2 separate regions of the Rattus norvegicus genome follow, and region 2 is linked to region 1. The links are chromatin contacts, called in public Hi-C maps. All regions are on one chromosome and are shown on one strand. Each heading gives the region's core, a stretch centred on a gene start, on an enhancer-like site or on the middle of the called end of the contact. The rest is flanking DNA. Distances are from core to core; before and after follow the strand shown.

Region 1 (6,237 bases), core at 1,009-3,508:
ACTCAAGAGGCCTGACCGGGGAGATGAGTCTTCTAAGGCAGACAGGTCCAGTGCAGAGGACTGGGCCTTTGCTGTTCATCTCCTGCCCTGAGGGGATGACGGTCTCAGTGCTATCTCCAAGGGGCTCAGTAATGACCTGAGATGTTTACAGACTTAGAAGATGCCTTGGGGACCTGAATGGGGAAAAGTAGTTCCACAGCTCCACATCGGCAGGGCTGTTGCTCTGGGCTTCAGGCTGACATTTAAATCCAAATGAACTGAGCTGTAGGGCCACAGGGGCTTCTGAAAGTATTTTAGGTTTTTCTTCACAGGTTCACTCTGAGGTGTTTATTAACTGCGTACAGAGTGCCCACACTGGCCCTCTCCACATGTGACACTGAAGCTGGTCTCCTGCCCGCCCCGGCTTCTTTAGGGACTGTTTGGGATGTGAAACGTCTGGATAGGGACAGAGCATGGGAAGCTTGCAGGAAGCAAACCGTGGGGGTGGGGGGTGGGGGTGGGGAGAGGTCTTCTCAGCTCTTGGGTTCAGGGTTCACATTAATGTGTGAGCTATGATTTTGGAGGATCGAGCCTTCCTGTTTCCGCAAATTTATTTTATTCACTAAAAGGTGTACACGAGATCTATAAAAGGCAGAATGAACATTTCCTTTGTCCATGGTTTTAAGACCTCGTAGCTGGGCTTGGGGGGGCCCAGAACTGTCATTCAGACTAATCAGGGGCTGAGGCAGGAGGGTTCCTGGGGGTTTGTTCATCAGCCAGTCTAGATGGTCAGTGCTCTTCAAGGTGGCTGGAGCCTGAGAAACGACATAGAAAGTTGTCCTCTGGCATCAGGCACACTTGCATAGCACAGATACGTGGAAGAAATGCACTTGGGTCAAACACGACGAAGCCCGTTTTCTCATGCAGATTCCTATCTTCCATGCCGTGACATGTGGAAGAAGCCTTGCTCATGTGCCCAAGGCATCCCTGGAGTTTCTGAGCCGGAGGGCTGTGTATGGACTACTGGGAGAGGGTGACCGATAAGCGTTATATGTGGACACACAGGACCCTCACGTGTTAATGATTTACTTTCATGATAATCCCAAGATGAGGAAGCAGATAGCAGACCAGAAGGGTCCAGCAGCTTGTCCAGTGCTGCTCAGCTCTCGGGGAGGGGAACGGGGTGGGGTGGGGACTACTGAGATATTTTGTGGTATGCTTTGCCCTTCTGCTCTCTGACTCTTCCAGAATCCATGCCTGCTCACGCTTTCCTCACTCCGTAGCAGCTAATGTTGTCTGTATATCCTCGCAGTGCTATCTCTGACCACTTTCCCCCACGGTGTCACACAGCTGCAGACATGCTCCGAGGAACTGTTCTATATACTGTAGATGGCAGCACTGTGACACTTATCCAACACTAGGAGGAAGACAGACAGACAGACAGACAGACAGACAGACAGACGATTGGGGATCTTGGACCTCAAAGCTGCCCTGTCTAGCAATGTTTCCACTATGTCACAACAGTCACTGGCCAGGCAGGTGCCGGCCACCTGGGGTCACTGTGCACCAGCTATTGGTAGAGTCCAGCTCCTGGGAGAAGGTCTCTGGGCCAGCCCTGCTGTTCCCAACACACAGGCTAAGTGTCAAAGTGGAAGCTGATGGAGGGCTCAGCACTGTTTGCCACCTCACAGCCCTCAGTAAGTCCATTTCACAGACAAGGAAACTTGAGGCTTTGTAGCTGACTGACTTGTGTGCAATCCAGCTAGAGAGCTCTAGAGCTGTGATTTGGATTCAGATATAGTGTTCTAGAGCTCATGAGCCTCCCTGGTCATCTGTGCAGGGCTCTAGGACATCCCACGGATTTGTCTGCCTCCTGCCCCATCTGTCATATTGTCTGGTACATCGCAGGATGCTTGTGCGTGTGTCCCAAGCTGGTCCTTGTTCCTTGAGTCTCAATTAGTGCTCCCCTCTACAGGATGGGCCCTAACTGACCCCCAAGAGCTATGAATTCTGGCCAGATGTCATATGGATATCCAGACAGCAGGTACAGCAAGGCGGACCAATCTTTACCAGAACTGACAGGGGCCTGCAGAGCAACGTGTGTGCATGACCATGGTGGGGGTTGGTGTGCGTCTGTATGCATACATGTTGCCTGAGTTGGGCTGAAACTCATGACCCCCCTGTCTCAGGCTGCCAACTGCTGATAGTACAGGCATGCTACCCACACATGTCTAGCCTTTGTGACCAATAATTGGAATTCATTCTTGCTGAGTCACTCTGTGTATCACAGAGAGCAGGACCATCCCTGGGAACCTGAATATGCCTCTCTAGGGCAGGGGCTTATTCCACACAGCAACTCTAAGCTGATCTGCCCTGCTGGCCATAGTTAAATTCTACCCAGATTTTTGAGGGGTCAAGAAGAGGTTCTGGGCCACCCCGAGCTGCTCTCTCTGTCGCATTTGGTAGGGTGACACAGAGAGAGGGATGATACAGGCTTTTGTGAGCATTCCTCAAGCCTGCACCAGAAGAGAGGGCCAGACACACTGTGGTATGCCCCCCAAGAATCACCTTGCCACCAAGAGGATGTTGGGGCTCAAGAGTACTGTCTTTGCTTATTACTGTACCCTTTCCTGAGAGGAAAGGCCACAGCCAACCACAAGGGAGTACTGGCCAGGAGGACATTGCGGTCATCACCTGGGCATTATCAGGGTCAGAAACTTTTCTTGATTCCAGCCTCAGCCAGGCAGGGGAAGTACTACAATAGAAACACTGCAAATAGAAGGACCTGTGACAGGCTGCGGGGGCTGGAGAGGGGAGCCACCCTGAACAGCTGCTAGGCACATGTCAGAGGAGGCAGGGAATGAGCCTGACCATCGAGGGGGTGTGGCATAAGCTCAGCCTCCTTCAGAACTGGACTTTTCCCTTCAACTGTTCTTTTTCCTGGGTTTATCTCATTCCAGATCACCTTACCGTCAAGTCCCTTGCGATAATGTGCACACATGCACGCACGCACACACGTGCGCACATGCACACAAGACTCTTGCTCATGTCCCCCTGCTCTGTGTCCGTTTTTAGAAACCACATGTGAGTTGATCCTTCCTCAGAGCAGAGGAAGCTACCCCATCATCTTAGCTAGTTCTCTAGGCTGTGGGAGTTGAGAGCCATCCTTGGTGGACCAGAGATTTAGAGAGGATGGTTTGTAGCCCTTGAACTTTGGAAGTGGGAACCTGTTTAAGTTTTAGTGGGACAGGAAGAAGAGCTGCAGGACAAGCAGCAGGGGGACTTTCAAACACTGGGCCGGGAGGAATAGCCCAGCGGTAGCATGCCTGCCTAGAATCCTCCACTGAACAGTTCAGTGGCAGAGCACACTTCCTCTGTGAGGGACTTAGTGTGTGGTTCAGTGGTAGAGGCCCTGCCTAGGATCCCCCAGGGAGGGGCTGGGGGCATGGCTCAGGGGTAGAGCCCCTGCCTAGAATCCCCCAGTGAGGGGCTGGGGGCGTGGCTCAGTGGTAGAGCCCCTGCCTAGAATCCCCCAGTGAGGGGCTGGGGTGTGGCTCAGTGGTAGAGTCCCTGCCTAGAATCCCCCAGTGAGGGGCTGGGGTGCGGCTCAGTGGTAGAGTCCCTGCCTAGAATCCCCCAGTGAGGGGCTGGGGTGTGGCTCAGTGGTAGAGTCCCTGCCTAGAATCCCCCAGGGAGGGGCTGGGGTGTGGCTCAGTGGTAGAGTCCCTGCCTAGAATCCCCCAGGGAGGGGCTGGGGTGTGGCTCAGTGGTAGAGCCCCTGCCTAGAATCCCCCAGTGAGGGGCTGGGGTGTGGCTCAGTGGTAGAGCCCCTGCCTGGAATCCCCCAGTGAGGGGCTGGGGTGTGGCTCAGTGGTAGAGGCCCTGCCTAGAATCCCTCATTGAGGGGCTGGGGTGTGGCTCAGTAGAGCACTGGTAAGGAAGGGAAGGAGGGAGGAAGGGAGAGAAGAAAGGGGAGAAAAGAAGGAAGGAGAAAAGAAGTGGGCGGGTGTGTTTACAGTATTCTCTTAAACTCTATAACTGATGCTGTGAAAACTGGGCAGAGCAAAACTAGAGAGAGCAAAGTCTGACCTTGGTTTTAGACCGTACATAACAATTAACTGCAAATGAATCGAAGACTTCAGGGTGAGAGCTAAAAATGCAAAACTCCTAGAAGAAAATAGGATGATGTGACTTAGTGTTGGTCTTGGTTGGCTAGGACTCCCACGGCACAGGCAGAGGCCAGCTGTCATCTGTTCTTGTTTTGCTTTGCTATCAAGATTTTTTTTTCATCTTTTTTTTACAGATTGGATTTGGGGTGAGGGGCACCTGTTGTTCTCAGATTTGACATTGATCCTTGGCCGGCCTGCCTGCCTTCCTTCCTTCCTTCCTTCCTTCCTTCCTTCCTTCCTTCCTTCCTCCCTCCCTCTCTCCCTCCCTCCTTCCCTCCCTCCCTCCCTCCCTCTTTCCCTCCTGTACACGTATATGTGTGTGGAAGCCAGAGATTGGTGTCAGCTCTTTCTCTCAGTCATTCTATACCCTGCTTTTTTGGGTCAGGGTTTCAAACGGAACATGGAGCTTGCCAGTTCAATTAGACCAACTACTCAGCAGCTCCAAGGATCTTCTAGTCCTCATAGCTCCCCCAGTGCTGGAATTTACAATAGTACATGGCTATGCCCTAGTTTTATGTGGATGTGAACTCCAAACTCAGGTCTTCATACAGGGTCAGCAAGACTTTACTGTTGACTGACCTAGCTCTATCAACATGCCCCGCCCCCACCCCCTGACAGTATGGCTTGGAATTCATGATCTTCCTGAATGCTAATATGAAAGACATTTATAATACCTGGTCATTCACTCCTGGATATTTTCTCCAGATAATATATCTTTTATTTATCTATCCATTTGTGTGTGTGTGTGTGTGTGTGTGTGTGTGTGTGTGTGTGTGTCTGTCTGTCTGAGGACAACTTTGTGGGTTTGTTCTCTCCTTCCTTTATATAGATACTGAAGATGGAACCCAGGTCACCAGGCTTGTATGACAAGCACCATTACTGGCCGAGCCACCTCGCCAGCCCCGAGTTTTCCTTTCAAAGATAAACATATCAGTTCACGTTGGTACTTCCCAGTCTAATTCTGGCGACAGGATTTCCTGTTTGTTTTAACACAACCCTATGCCTTTCCCTCTTTTCTTTCTGGGAAGCTGAAACCTTCCCCACACCCCCACCTTTTCAGTGACACCCAAGAAAGACTTCTCTGCTTTGTCCCACAGCACACGCTGTATCTCAGAATAGCAACGTTCCTGCCACCTCGCACTACAGGGTGACTCGGGGCTGTTGAAGATCTCTGTCTGGCAGTTTTGACCTTGGGCATTCAGTATTTCAAAGCCACTGAGCGTTGTTACTGCCATGGTTATGCTGTCAGCCAGACATACACCGAAATTCCTTTGTTGCTTTTGACTATGGGCTCTTTCGTTGGGTTACGTATGTGTGTGTCTCCGCAGTGTATACGCGAAGAGGTACGTGTCAAGGTCAGAGGGCAACTTACAGGAGATCCTCCTCTTCTGCCATGTGGAATCTGGAGACTGAACTTCCCTGTCAGCCCCCGTGTATTGCTCTTTCAAAAGAATCACTACTCTTTAGATACAGTCCAAAGCGGTCTTGAACTCCTGGTGATCCTCCTGCCTCAGCCTCCCGAGTGCTGGGATCACAAATGTGCATCACCAGGCTTGTCTCGTTTACTGTTTGTACTGTTTGGTATGTGTTACATTTTAGATGTTTTAAGTGGGCTTTGCAATCATATGTCAGCAGGTAATTTATGTTAGTATATAACTGTATTTCAGTCTGGTTCTAGATTCATGTCTGCCCTGGGGCCCTCCTGAGCAGACCTCTCCCCTGATCTTCCTTTTCAGGCCTCTGACACATAGTTTAAACAAGGAGGAGTGCAAAAAGATTTGGGCTCAGTTGGGCACAGTGGCAAAGACCCACCATCTCAGTACTCAGGAGGCAGAGGCGGGGGGATTGTGGGTTGTAAGCAAGCCCAGCTTGCCACAAGAGACCTCATCACAGCAAAACAAAACACAGCCCTTAATTTGAATCCCCTTCTTTTTAGACTCCTCTCCCATGGTACACAGACCTCCCCCACACCCCTGTTTTCCTTCAATGCCATGGGGTGTCACCTTTGTGTCACCTTTGTGTCATGATTGGTCTACTTTCATTCCCGTTGCTATGGTAAAATACCCCTACCAAAGTCAGCTTAGAGGAA
Region 2 (6,024 bases), core at 2,089-4,588, 230 kb after region 1:
GTGGCATTGCCACAAGAAGCTGATAGGTGTTGCCACGAGGGACACAGTGTGTGGCCAGCTGCGTGTTTGCAGAGCTGGTAATACCGGCCACTGGGTCCCAGCCTGGGACTCACCAAGCCCAGCTGTCCCTGCCTGGACACTGGGCCAAACAGTGAGTTCTCTGGGCCCCCGGAACTTATCTTGAGTCAATAGAGACTCTGGGCAGCCACAGAGGCTGTTGACCCGGCCAGCAGACAAGAGTGGCATTCAGGTCCCTAGCTGGTTTCCAGTGAGCTCAGCTGCTCCACAGCTGGGGCCAGGGACAGCCTGCACCCCACCCGCCTGCTGGGACTGTTTTCCTGCTGGTAAACAAGGAGCCTGGGCATCCGTGGAGCAAGGTCTTCACCGTGTACAGCTATGGGCACCTGGGAGAGGATGATGTGGCGGTATACAGAAATGGCCACAACATGGCACCTGTGGGAGGACACTGGGTGCCTTGCCCTTTAAAGCAGGGACCATAGTGTGGTTACCAACTCCAGCTCTTGGGGCTAGGATTCCCCAAGATATCATTTGATGGCTGAAGATGTTGGGGAGGGACCACAGGGATGGGCAAGAGCGAAGAGGATGGTCCTGGGAGCCCCGAGGACCCCAGACCGCCCTGGCCACGCTTGCGGAAAGTCGGTAGGTAGAAGCAGGCCTCACTTCCTTGGGCAACCCTGGGTCTATGACCAAGCTGAGGACAGACAATGAGGACATTTGGACGGTCTGCCTGTTCGTCTGGCCACACTGGCTAGAGTCTCTCCAGATTGGGCAAGTATAGGAATGCCCTGGGATCTCTAGAATGTCTGACAGCAATGCAGCACCCAGGCAGAAGCTCCATGTCTCCTTTCTCTTCAGCCCTGACATTCGGGAGGAAGGGAGCGGGAGGAAAGGGGATGTGGCATCACCTGGTGGACATGGTTTGTCTTCATGGTGTCTGATTTGCTTCGAAGAACCCCAGAGATGGAGGTGCCCAAGGGGCAGGGACATAATGGTGGAAATCTTTTAAGTTTGTGTTCTGTTTTCTGTGACAGACATCATGACCAAAGCAAGTTTGAGGAAAGGGTTGATTTGGCTCAGACTTCCAGGTCACAATCCATCACTGAGGGAAGTCAAGGAAGGAACCTGGAGGCAGAAACAATGGAAGAACCCTGCTTGTTGGTTTGCGCTCTCTCTCTCTCTCTCTCTCTCTCTCTCTCTCTCTCTCTCTGTCTCTGTCTCTTTCTGTCTGTCTCTCTCTGTCTCTGTCTCTGTCTCTGTCTCTGTCTCTGTCTCTGTCTCTGTCTCTGTCTCTGTCTCTGTCTCTCTCTTAAAATCCAAAATGTGTTTATGGGGAAGGTTCCCAATCATCTTAAACCAGGGGCTTTCAGTGCTGTTTCCTCCTGAAGGAGCATCCTTCTATCAGCCTTGCTTTTCCACCTGTAGGCTGACAGAGGACAATGGAGCAGCCAGCACACCCGACTACCGTTTGTGCCTGGCTAAAGACGATTTTGTAGCATCCTAGCCATTTCACATCCATAAAGTAGGAATTGGGGCTCTGCACCAGGTGCTTTTTCTTATGTTTCCTCTTCTCCTCTTCTGGAGAGGGATGAAGGAGATCCTCTGCTAGAGGCTTGTTCTCTTGGGGAGGTCATCACCGCCGGAAAGGTGTTGGTTTGCTCTTAATTAGTGTTCTTATATGGCCTAAGTCCACCTGCCTAGGAAATGGTGCCACCCACAGTGGGGTGGGCCCTCCTACACCAACTAAAACAATCACATTAACCCGTAGTCATGTCCACAGACCGACTTGATAAAGATCATGACTCAACCGAGATTCTTCTTGAGTGATTCCAGACCGTGTCAAGATGACAGCCAAGGCTAACTAATACAGGGACCTTTACTGCAAGTTGACCCTGGGAGCACACAGTCAGGAATCTCTTTACCTCGTTACTCCCCAGACTCTGTGGTAGCTCACCCTGCTTGGGGTCCCTAAATCTCAGCAGGGGATTTCAGTGTCTTTCCCAGACCTCTTGGCCTAGATGGAATTAGCTAATGCTAGATGAGTAACCATCCCCAATTCCTGTCTCTGCAGAACGTGACCTCTTAGGAAACAGGCCTCTGCAGGTGGCAGTAGTTAAAGCCCTGGTTTTAGATCCAAGCCTACATTTTGGTATTGTCTTTGTGGTTTGAGAGAGTCTCTCATGTAGGAATGACTGATCTCCAACTCACTAAGTAGGCAAAGATGACCTCGAATTCCTGATCCTCCTGACTCTACCCTCCAGGCACTGGACTTACAGGCATACACCACCGCTGGGGGAGGGGGGTGAGCAGGGTTTTGCGCATGTTAGCTAAGCACCCTGGCAACCAAATCACCCTCCCTAGCTTAAGTCAGCCTTATGTCTAACGACAAGATCTCTCCTCAGAAGAGTGAACAGAGTAGCCATGTACAGTAGAGGACATAACCAGGCTATGTGCCCACACTGAGGGATGTCAAGCGCCATAGGCAGCAACAGATACTGGAGAGGAGCTGGGGTCAGACCTCTGTCAGCCTTGGGAGGCACCAGACCTCAACCCTATGGGGTCTGAGGGAGCACTTCCTTGATCCTAATTCATTATCACTTATGGCAGCACTCCTCGGACACTGTCAGACTCCCCGAGTGTGCTCCGAGCTCCTAGAACCACAGATATGCCTTAGGAAAATGAAATCCCTGTTCTCACATGGTGCTACACTTTCTGTTGAGCCACGGGCAGGCTGTAAAAGGGAGTGACTTCTGCCCACCTATGAGGCTTGTTGCTTGGTTGGTGTAGCCAAGTTCACTTGTAGCAAACAGGGCAACTCTTATACACCCTTTGGTGCCCGGGTCTCCCTGCCCTATGTAGAAACTTGTGTCTCCTTTCTGATCTCCTTGGGGCACTGTGACTCATGACAGACCTGTACATCTGCTTTCCCCATAGTGGAGGAGGAACTGGAGGCTTTAAGACATAGGTAGGGTGGGCGTTATGGCTCCAATGGGCTGTCCCTGTAGGTATCCTCAGGCTATGCCCTGTCTCTTGTCCATGCAGAATAAACTCTATTGTGATCCTAGACCTGGGAAGATGTGAGGCTGAGTTGGAAGACCCCACTGTCCCATTCCCGGCTCTGTGTGTCCCTAGGACTCTAGCCAACCCAGGGAACTTCAGTTTCCTTGACTGTGGATTGGTCTAGAAGCTTCTTGTCTTCCCTCTGACCTTGGTGGAGGTCACTACCCATCAAGTTTCCACAGACTCAAAGAACTCATGTCTTGCTGTGGCATCAGGACATGAGGCTCCCTAGAAACCTGAGCTCTGAGTACCTGTTGGCATTGTGATCAGGGTGCAGACAGCATGGGGAAACTCTGGTCAGGCGCTGTCTCTGAGAAGCCCTGGGTCTCTTGGCACTGGAACACAGTTGGGACAGTGTCCAAACTAGGCCATCCTTTTCCCCACGGCCTTCCTGGAAGATGTGAGTATCTCAGGAACACACAGAAGGGTGGAGCCAACGCTTTCACTCCATACCCACGCCTGCATCCCTTGTGTGTGGATGTCTGAAACACAAGGGTCCTTTGCACCTGCTGCTCTAGGAGCCAACCTCATCTAATTGCTTAACTTGTGAATTCTTATGCCATTAATACCTGGTACCGAAAATAATGTTGCCTAGAAACTTACCTGGGCCACTGTGTCTGTCGCTTTTTGAGAAAATAAAGTCAAACTGTCTTCTGCCAGCTATTTCCCATTTCTCTCCTCTTATGTGTCTTGGTTTTGATGCTAACCTTGGAGATGAGGCTTCGGGAGAGACATTAAAGGGACATTTCCCCTCCAGCAGCATCTGCAGGTCTTCCTTCCCTGTGACAGCTCATGGAGAGCACAGCACCCATTTTCAAAAGGGATGGAGACAAGGAAGTCTCAACCACGTGGGACACTCTCCTGCTGTGTCACAGGCTGTTGAACCCACAGCCCGGGAACGTGTGCCTCATGGTATATATGTGTTCACACATCTATTTTGGGGTATCCACACCACAGACTCATATGATGAGATGCACAGGTCTGTAAGGCTAGGGCCCAGAAGAGCTGGGGTCCGGATGCATTTGGAGCTATTTCCCACTGTGATAACACAACTAAGATTTGCCCCCTCAACTTCGTTGTGACCTTTCTGCGGTTCCCCATCGTTTTAGTGAAGTTTTCTGTTGCTGCAAGGGTTTATTCCAACTTCCAACTTGTCACGCCCCATCACTAAGAGAAGTCAAGGCAGGAATTAAAGTAGGGACCATGGAGGCAACTTCTTGCTCGAGTGTTCTCGGCATGCCTTTGTACACAGGTCAGATCACCTACCCTGGCATGACACTGCCCGTGGTGAGCTGCCCTCTGCTCCTATGTCAATCAATAGTTTTGAAAATGCTCGGGCTGGAGAGATGGCTCAACGGTTAAGAGCACCCAACTACTCTTCCAGAGGTCCTGAGTTCAATTCCCAGCAACCACATGGTGGCTCACAACCATCTGTAATGGGATCTGATGCCCTCTTCTGGTGTGTCTGAAGACAGCTACAGAGTACTTATATATAATAAATAAATCTTAAAAAAAAAATTTGAAAATGCTCTACAAACTTGCCTATAGGCAGATCATATGGAGCCATTTCTCAGTTGAGACCTTTCTTTCCCAACGACTCCAGCTTATGTCAGCTGACATAAGACCAGAAGGACACCCGTGAGTTGACAGAGCACCCCTGGCTCCTTCTGTCCTCTGTCTCTGGGTTCTGTCTCATCCCTGGACAATACTTCCTCATTTTCCTTCTCAAATACATCACTCAAATTCAAATCTCTTCTTGGTGGAGCAGAGACAGTCTATCTCTCTCCACACAGATGAACATAGACAGATGTGTGATACGGCGGACCTGTGTGCATGTATGTACATGTTTATAGGAACAGGTGTACAGGCAGCTTATTCCCCAGCCACCAGACAAGATGAGATGAGTGCCAGGTTGGGACCGGGCATGCTCCCTTCTCGGGCATACAAGGAGTCTGCAGTGTGGTTAAGGATCTCTCTGGGAGATGCCTGGGAGAGCCTGATGGGTTGCATGCCAGCCAGTGCTATGCAACGGGGGCATAGGCCAGGAGCAGGAGGGCCCGAGAAGGCTGACAGTACAGTACAGGCCTATGGGCCACAAGGCTGAGCCATCCAGAGCCTGTGGCTTTGCGTGCCGCCAGCCACCTCTGTAGCATTTGAGGGCTGATCTGTCTTGCGGCAGAAGTAGGTGACTCACAGTGCCATCCTCCAGGACCTAGTTTCCTGGGCTGTCTGCAATGTTGACCTGTTCCCAGACAGCAACGTCACATGGAAGAGACATTGTCATTGGCTAAAATTCTACCCTTCCCACCTGCCACTCAGGACAAAGACTCTGAAGTCTTTCCAGAAGCCCCAGTAAACACCTTGCCATCCCGTTAGCTGAGCCCTGGTCACATGTACAGGTGAATCATGCTTGCAGCCAATGGGATGGGATCTTGGCTGGCAGGTCCTAGAACCAAGGCAGTTCCACACCTGACCACAGAGGGAGGTGGGGTGGGGACTGTTCTCTGCAGGGACAGAGCACTTGGGTCTGGGGCAGGATGGAAGCTTTAGGGGATTGGGATGTGAGGTTTGTGGCTCAAGACATGGGGGCCTAGAGAAGGCAGTGACTGGGGATTAGGCCACAGGCTGCGGTAGGATTGGAGGTCTGAACATGGGAGCATAGGGTAAGGATATGGGGACACGGTGAGGAATGAGGTCACAAGTGGGGCAGCCCATGCCCTTGTGAGCACTTGGTTAGTCAGAGAGAAAGGACACCAGAGGTCAGAGGTTCCACCGGGGGATGGTGATAATCCCTGCCTTGTGTCTCACCTGTTTCCCAGACTTCTGACTATGGCTAGAGGTGCACAGTGGGGTCAGGGAGCCTCACAGTGAAGGGTGAGTAAGGAGCGATGGCTTTTGAAAAGCAGCCTGAGGGGGGCGGGCAGATCCACGTGCCGTCCTCCAATC

The links. A called contact is a pair of places that touch in the nucleus more often than the background predicts.
Region 2: a contact with region 1 is called in a Hi-C map of the A7r5 cell line, with 9 times the contacts expected there. The contact joins the promoter of LOC102548794 here to the enhancer-like site in region 1. A contact is called at or near these places in 12 of 12 Hi-C or Micro-C datasets (the A7r5 cell line, the Rat2 cell line, Schwann cells and 7 more) and 1 of 1 datasets of contacts at active chromatin or transcription factors (oligodendrocytes).

What each region holds. Positions count from the first base shown.
Region 1 is chr12:20,665,248-20,671,484 of GRCr8, forward strand. The region is part of intron 4 of Prkar1b (protein kinase cAMP-dependent type I regulatory subunit beta); the gene reads left to right. Among named protein-coding and RNA genes, the nearest start is that of Prkar1b, 42 kb to the left of the region's middle. Within about 2 kb of position 2,259, at least 10 of the 93 cell types and tissues checked have an H3K27ac peak or open chromatin away from gene starts, as enhancers often do. A contact at or near this core is called in the A7r5 cell line, where this site is marked.
Region 2 is chr12:20,889,253-20,895,276 of GRCr8, forward strand. LOC102548794 (40S ribosomal protein S27-like) reads right to left here and starts at 3,339. Exons shown (of 2, transcript XM_006248982.3): 1 at 3,330-3,339; 2 at 1,385-1,638. The coding sequence starts at 3,339. The coding sequence ends at 1,385.